Linked DNA regions of Delphinus delphis: region 2 is linked to region 1. The links are chromatin contacts, called in public Hi-C maps. All regions are on one chromosome and are shown on one strand. The core of a region is the stretch at or near the end of the contact, and the rest is flanking DNA. Distances in the headings are between cores, read along the strand shown. Region 1 holds the start of FBXO33 (F-box protein 33). Region 2 holds the start of PNN (pinin, desmosome associated protein).

Region 1 (2,846 bases), core at 170-2,669:
GCTTTTAGAGATGCATACTGAAGTACTTATAAGTGAGAGATCCAAATGTCCATGGTTCACTTCAAAATATTTCATGAGTTTAAAATATAAAAAATTTAAATCCAAGTCTCAACTTCCTAATTCACTGCTGTTTCTATTAGTGCTCATTCATAAAAATATAATAATAATTACATAGAAGAATCTCTCGCAGACAAGAGGTTCAGAGAAGTGAGCTACCATGAAGGCTAGCTTTTTTCTTTTTTTTTCTACTGGTACCAAAATGAAGATAACACATCACTGGCAACGTGGTATGTGCAAGACACCAAAAGTCATCAAAGCAACATGAATGGAGAGTTTTGCCTTCAAAGAGCTAAAAATATCTAGTAGAACAGCTTATTGGAGTTAATCACTAGAAAACTAGGCTGTTCCAAGATCATAGTTAAGGCTTTGAAGCGGCAGCCTCACTGAAGCAATCCTCAATTATTACATAAAATCACTTACTCCTTTTCTGACTTCCCTGACCCTTACAATCAGTTAACTACTTCCCAAGTGCGATGAAGTTAAGATACACTCTTTCGAAAGTCCCTCTCTCAAATTAGGGGCGCCAAGCTAAAGAAAACCTTTACCCTAACAATCAGCTTCTTTACACCTAGGGCCTCAAAATCGGGAACTCGGAGCCTCCCTCAAACCGCGGAGAAGAGGCCCATTATCAACCAACAAACCTAACTCATTCGCCTTTTTTTCCTCCTCTCCCTCTAAATCCAAAGGGTGGCGCTGTCCTCACTCCTTCCTCACACACCAGGTGTACGCGCAAGTCCACTTCGAGGTCCGAACAAGGAATGGGGGGTGTCCACTCACGACCTCCGTCCGGCCTCCAGCCGCCCCGCCCCGCGCTTCTCCTCTACGCGACCCAGCCCCTCCGGGGAAGCCCGCGACTGCGCCCGCCCCCCATCCTTAGCGGCTCTCTCTCAGAAACTCCCAACAATACTCCGGGCAGGTGGAATGGCTGAGAAAGACCCAAGCCACCACTCTGGCTCTTGAGTCCTCAGCCCAGCAACAGAGAAACGTATAATGAGAAGCGTCACGAGCCCTTGCACCAACGCGAGTTCCGCCACCTCCACCGCCTGAGCGCCCAAGTTAACCGACTTACAGACTTGACGGAACTCGGCGGCCTCTGTCAGACGGGAGGGGGCGCCCATCGCCGGCACCACCAGCGCTTCCCGCCCCGCCCCGCCCCGCCCCGCCCCGCCCCGCCGGTCTGCCTGCCTGCGTCAGGGATCACATGCTGCGTCTCCCTTCCCTACCGTCAATCTGGCGCTCCCTTCTTCCGGAAGTCGCGCCCAGTCACGCAGGGCTCCTCCCACCACCGGTGACGTCAAACTCAGCTCCTACCACTGCTCTGCCTCCGCCTCCAGGCGCGGGGAGGGCTGCCATTTCCTTACAATAAATCCTGCCGCTTCCGGGCCCCTAACCAGTCCAAGCGAGGGTTTTGAAGTTCCTGAGTGTGCAGGCCTCGGATGCGCATGAGTAGAGGTTGAGAGGCCAGAGCCTGACTATCTGGAGGCCACCCCCGCAGAGGCCATTACCCCTCTCCGCAACTTGTGCTGCACTTGGTTCCGCCGAGACCCACGACGGTTCCGCCCCCTTCTTCCTTGTCATTGATGTTGTTGTTCTTGTCAGTGCCGCAGCCCCGACCACCGGGAGCCCGAACCCGAGCCGGGGCCGCCCGGGTGGCGCGGTGGCGGCGGCAGCGGCTGCGGCTGCAGCAGCTGCGACGGCTGCGGGGGCTGCTCCGGGGACTGCGGGGGCGGCCGAGGACCGGCAGCCTGCGGCGGGGCCGAATGGCTCTGTGCGGACAAGCGGCAGGCGCCGCGTCGCTGCCCAGCGAGCTAATCGTGCACATCTTCTCCTTCCTGTCCGCTTCCGACCGGCTACGGGCCTCGGCCTCCTGTTCTCACTGGCGCGAGTGCCTCTTCTACCCGGCTCTCTGGCCCCAGCTCCGCATCTGCCTCCGCGTCTCGCCCTCGGAGCAGCCACGGCTCGAATTCCTCATGCGCAAGTGCGGCTGGTTTGTGCGAGAGCTGCGCGTTGAATTCGCCGCGGAGAATTACCTGAGCGGCGGAGGCGGCCCGGGCGATGGAGGCCGCGTCGACACCAGGACTGGCGGGGAAGAAGTCGAAGCCCTGCAGCTCTCAACCCGTTGGCTGGAAGTGCTACACACCTACTTAGAGCTGGTGCTGTGCGTGCTGGTCAGCATCCGGAACAACAGGTAGGCTCTTCGCGGCCCCTGCGTTCAACCTTCTCTCCCCGTTCCTCCTCTCCGGGGCGCAGGGTCGCCTCCTTCCTCACACCTCGAAACAGATTCAGTGCGGATACGCCCCGCCCGCTTCAGCGTTGCTCGTTGCTCTTTTCAGTGACTGGGGGTGTCAGTTCTAATCCGGCGATTCCTTTGAGGTGGGAGGGCGTAATGGGACTCATAATACTTTATAAACAGTGAAGGACTTAGTGTTTATCAGACAGCACTCCTGGCGCCTTCCAGGCACTGTCTCATCCATCCTTTCGGTACCAGTAGGATGGAGTTGACAGGCGCCGTCATTCTTCTTTTTACAGATGGGAGAGCTGAAGCTTGGAGGGTGAGGCCCAGAGTGAGTCTTGGGAGAAACAAACCATAATCCGTTTTTTTTTTGTTTCTGAATCTATCCATTCAGAATAGTTTGTGGTGGAGGAAGGAGTAGGTATGCTACTGGTTTCTCATAGTTACAAGACTCTCCTTGCAAAAAATCTTTGACAGCCATTTTCTTACCGGGAATAGTTTTGATTAACTAGGGCAGGCACGAAGAGTAGGAGGAGTGTTTGTTAAAGGGATT
Region 2 (2,846 bases), core at 113-2,612, 210 kb after region 1:
AGAAAAATGGTATTTCCATTTAAGGAAGATAATTTAGTTGCAATAAAAAAAAAAACTTCCAGTTAAAGTAACCTTAAATTGGCATTTACTTCAAGATGCTTTTGTAGCATTTCTTTTAAAACTATGAGAATAAGTTAAGTGTGCACATAACTGGTATAGCTACTATATTCTTCAATGTCTAGTTTTGAATGCAAATGAAATTCCAGGATAACTCTGCAGAAAACTACAGCTGATCACAGCTTCAAACAAACCAAACATTTCTAACATTGGCTCGACCACGAAATTTGTTTAAATCATTTCATTAATTTAGTGTAGTAAGTACCAATGAATCAAAATCCTAAGGAAATCTTACCTCAGCAATAAACTACCACGTCCTCTACCTCCACCAGGACCAGAAAGGGCCAGCAATCTGGCTTGGATGGGCCTACAAGATATTTACAAATCAGTACAAAAATCGTTTCTAATAGCACCAAATATTTTAACGGGTGCGGTTCATCATCAAAAGAAATTAACCAGAAAAGTTCGAAGATGATGGTTTCAAAACCCACGTGTTTGAAACAGGACACTAAGCACTTTGTTAACTTCCTGATTTTTCCACGACCAGTATCACAGAAATTATATTTACCTCGATGCCACTACACATTAACAAGCTTGAATCAGGTCCGGATTTCGCCAACCCAAAGGAAGTTGCACGTGGGCAAGAGCCAGGGGGCGAGGCGGCCGGACCGCGTCCCGGGAGCGTCTCCGGGCCAGCCCCGAATCGGGTGGCCCCGGGAGAAGGAAGGCTTTGTGCTGCAGTTCCGGGCCTGCAGGGCCGAGGGCGGGAATCGGCAGTCTGGGCCTTCCCGCTGGACGGGAAGCCATCCTGGCGCACCCAGGCCCCGCTCTCCTTCCTCACGCACCTGAGCTCCAGGACTTACGGTGGGAGCCTTGGAAATTCCCACCTCACCGAGGACGGGGTTCCACGGCTGCCCCGGGAACAGGCCTCGATGTTCGAGTCCTCTCAGGACTGTCCGCCCTCACCGCCCCAACTCACCCCGGCTTCGTGGCTGCCTCTCGGAGCCGGCATTTCCCATCCGCCCCTCACCTCACGTCATTCGGATCCCGCCCGGTGAGCTTGCGAATATTCTCATCCACATTCTTTAAGCTCTCTTTGGCCTTTTCTAGCTGCTCCTGCAAAGTTCTCACTGCGACCGCCATCTTCTCCCTGCAGCAGGCTCCGAGACTGCTCTCCAGGCCACGCCTGCTTGTGTCGCGCCGCGAGACGCGAGAAGACTGACTGCTGGACTCAGCCAATGGAGATAGGAGTTGTATTTCGGCCTCAACCACTCAGCAACCGGAAGGGGGAGAAGCTGCCAGCCTTTGTGACTCTGGGCCAATGAAAAGTCCGCCAGACGGTCGCTTCCCTCCCCGATTAGCTGCGGGTGGCTGGGCTCGGCTTCTAGCGCAGAGTCGGGGCGGATTTGAGAGTCTCTGGGTTCCCGAAGACGTGAGTTTGCGGGCCGGCTCTTCTGGCGGGGAGAGTGGAGTTTTCCAGCCCTTTTAACCTGTATATGACGGCCTCTTATCGTTTTACCATCTGTTCCCCTCAGAGTAGGGTGCAGGCGAGTCTTTTTTTCCCTTTTTCCCGGGTAAATGATTTGATTAGGACAGGGTGCGGCCGTTCTGTTGGTGCGCATGCCCAGAGAGGCAGTGGGAGGGGCGCAGGCTTCTCTTGACTAGGTTAAGCTCAAATGAGCAGAGGGAAGCGAAAAGTGAAGGAAGAGGAAAAGTCATTCATCATAATAGCTAACAATTGCTTTGTGTTGTACTCTGTGAGACATTTCACGTGCCTTATCCCCCACAAACCAAAAGCGTGAATAAACTGCCTGTTAATACTGATAAGGAAATACCGTAACTGTCCCCAGGTCACGCCGGCCCAGAATCATCATACGATCGATCAGACTATGTGCAAGGCTTTACTACAATTAAAAAAGAGACAGAGACAGAAAAGACGTGCATTAGCCTCTACACCGGTCTAGAGCTGGTTGGTTTAAAATAGGGTCTGGGGGAGCAGCGCTACTGTTAGCTGTGTGTGTGTCGTCCACCTTCTGGTTCTGCTCTACCCGCACTGCCAAAGTGAGAACCGGCTTTGTTCCAGAAATGTATTTGTAAATTGTAGATCACTAAGCATTTTCCCACAGAAACAATATTATCAATAATCCTTGTGTTCTCATCCTCCATCTGCAGCCAGTCATCCTTGCACCAAGCATTAGCAGGCCAACTGTATTTAATCTGAGTTACCATTTTAATTCATCCAGCAATACTTAAAAGCCCTTACTGTGTTAAGCTAGACTCTGGAAAAAAGCCTAGAACAAGATAACTGTGGTTCCTGCTGCCATGTAGTCTGTAGGCTCCTCAGGGAGCAAAGATCATTCATGTACTTATTCATTCAACAAATATTTATGGAACTCCTGCTTTTTGCCAGGCACTATTCTAGGCCCTTGGATAGTCAGTGTACAGTAAAGATATCTGCCCACAAGGAGCTTGGAGGCAGGAAGAGTGAGGAGACATATGATAAGCGTAAGTAAATTACATAGCATGGTAGAAATGGGTTAAGTGCTATAGAAAAAAGAAAAAGTAAAACTGGATAAGAAGGATGAGTGTTGATAAATAATTACATGACTCTGGGACTTCCCTGGTGGTCCAGCGGTTAAGACTCCGTGCTTCCACTGCAGGGGGCTCTGGTTCGACCCCTGGTCTGGGAACTAAAATCCTGCATGCAGTGTGGTGTGGGAAAAAAAAAAAATTACATGATTCTGATTGTGAGCATACTTTGTCTCATTGATCCTTATTACAATCCTGTG

Evidence for each region. A called contact is a pair of places that touch in the nucleus more often than the background predicts.
Region 2: a contact with region 1 is called in a Hi-C map of lung, with 5 times the contacts expected there. The contact joins the promoter of PNN here to the promoter of FBXO33 in region 1. A contact is called at or near these places in 2 of 3 Hi-C or Micro-C datasets (lung and muscle).

The regions. Positions count from the first base shown.
Region 1 is chr2:59,940,890-59,943,735 of mDelDel1.2, forward strand. It overlaps FBXO33 (F-box protein 33), which reads left to right and starts at 1,420. Exons shown (of 3, transcript XM_060004638.1): 1 at 1,420-2,248. The coding sequence starts at 1,641.
Region 2 is chr2:60,150,295-60,153,140 of mDelDel1.2, forward strand. It overlaps PNN (pinin, desmosome associated protein), which reads right to left and starts at 1,363. Exons shown (of 9, transcript XM_060004647.2): 1 at 1,088-1,363; 2 at 353-424. The coding sequence starts at 1,200. It overlaps TRAPPC6B (trafficking protein particle complex subunit 6B), which reads left to right and starts at 2,539. Exons shown (of 6, transcript XM_060004649.1): 1 at 2,539-2,562. The coding sequence starts at 2,554.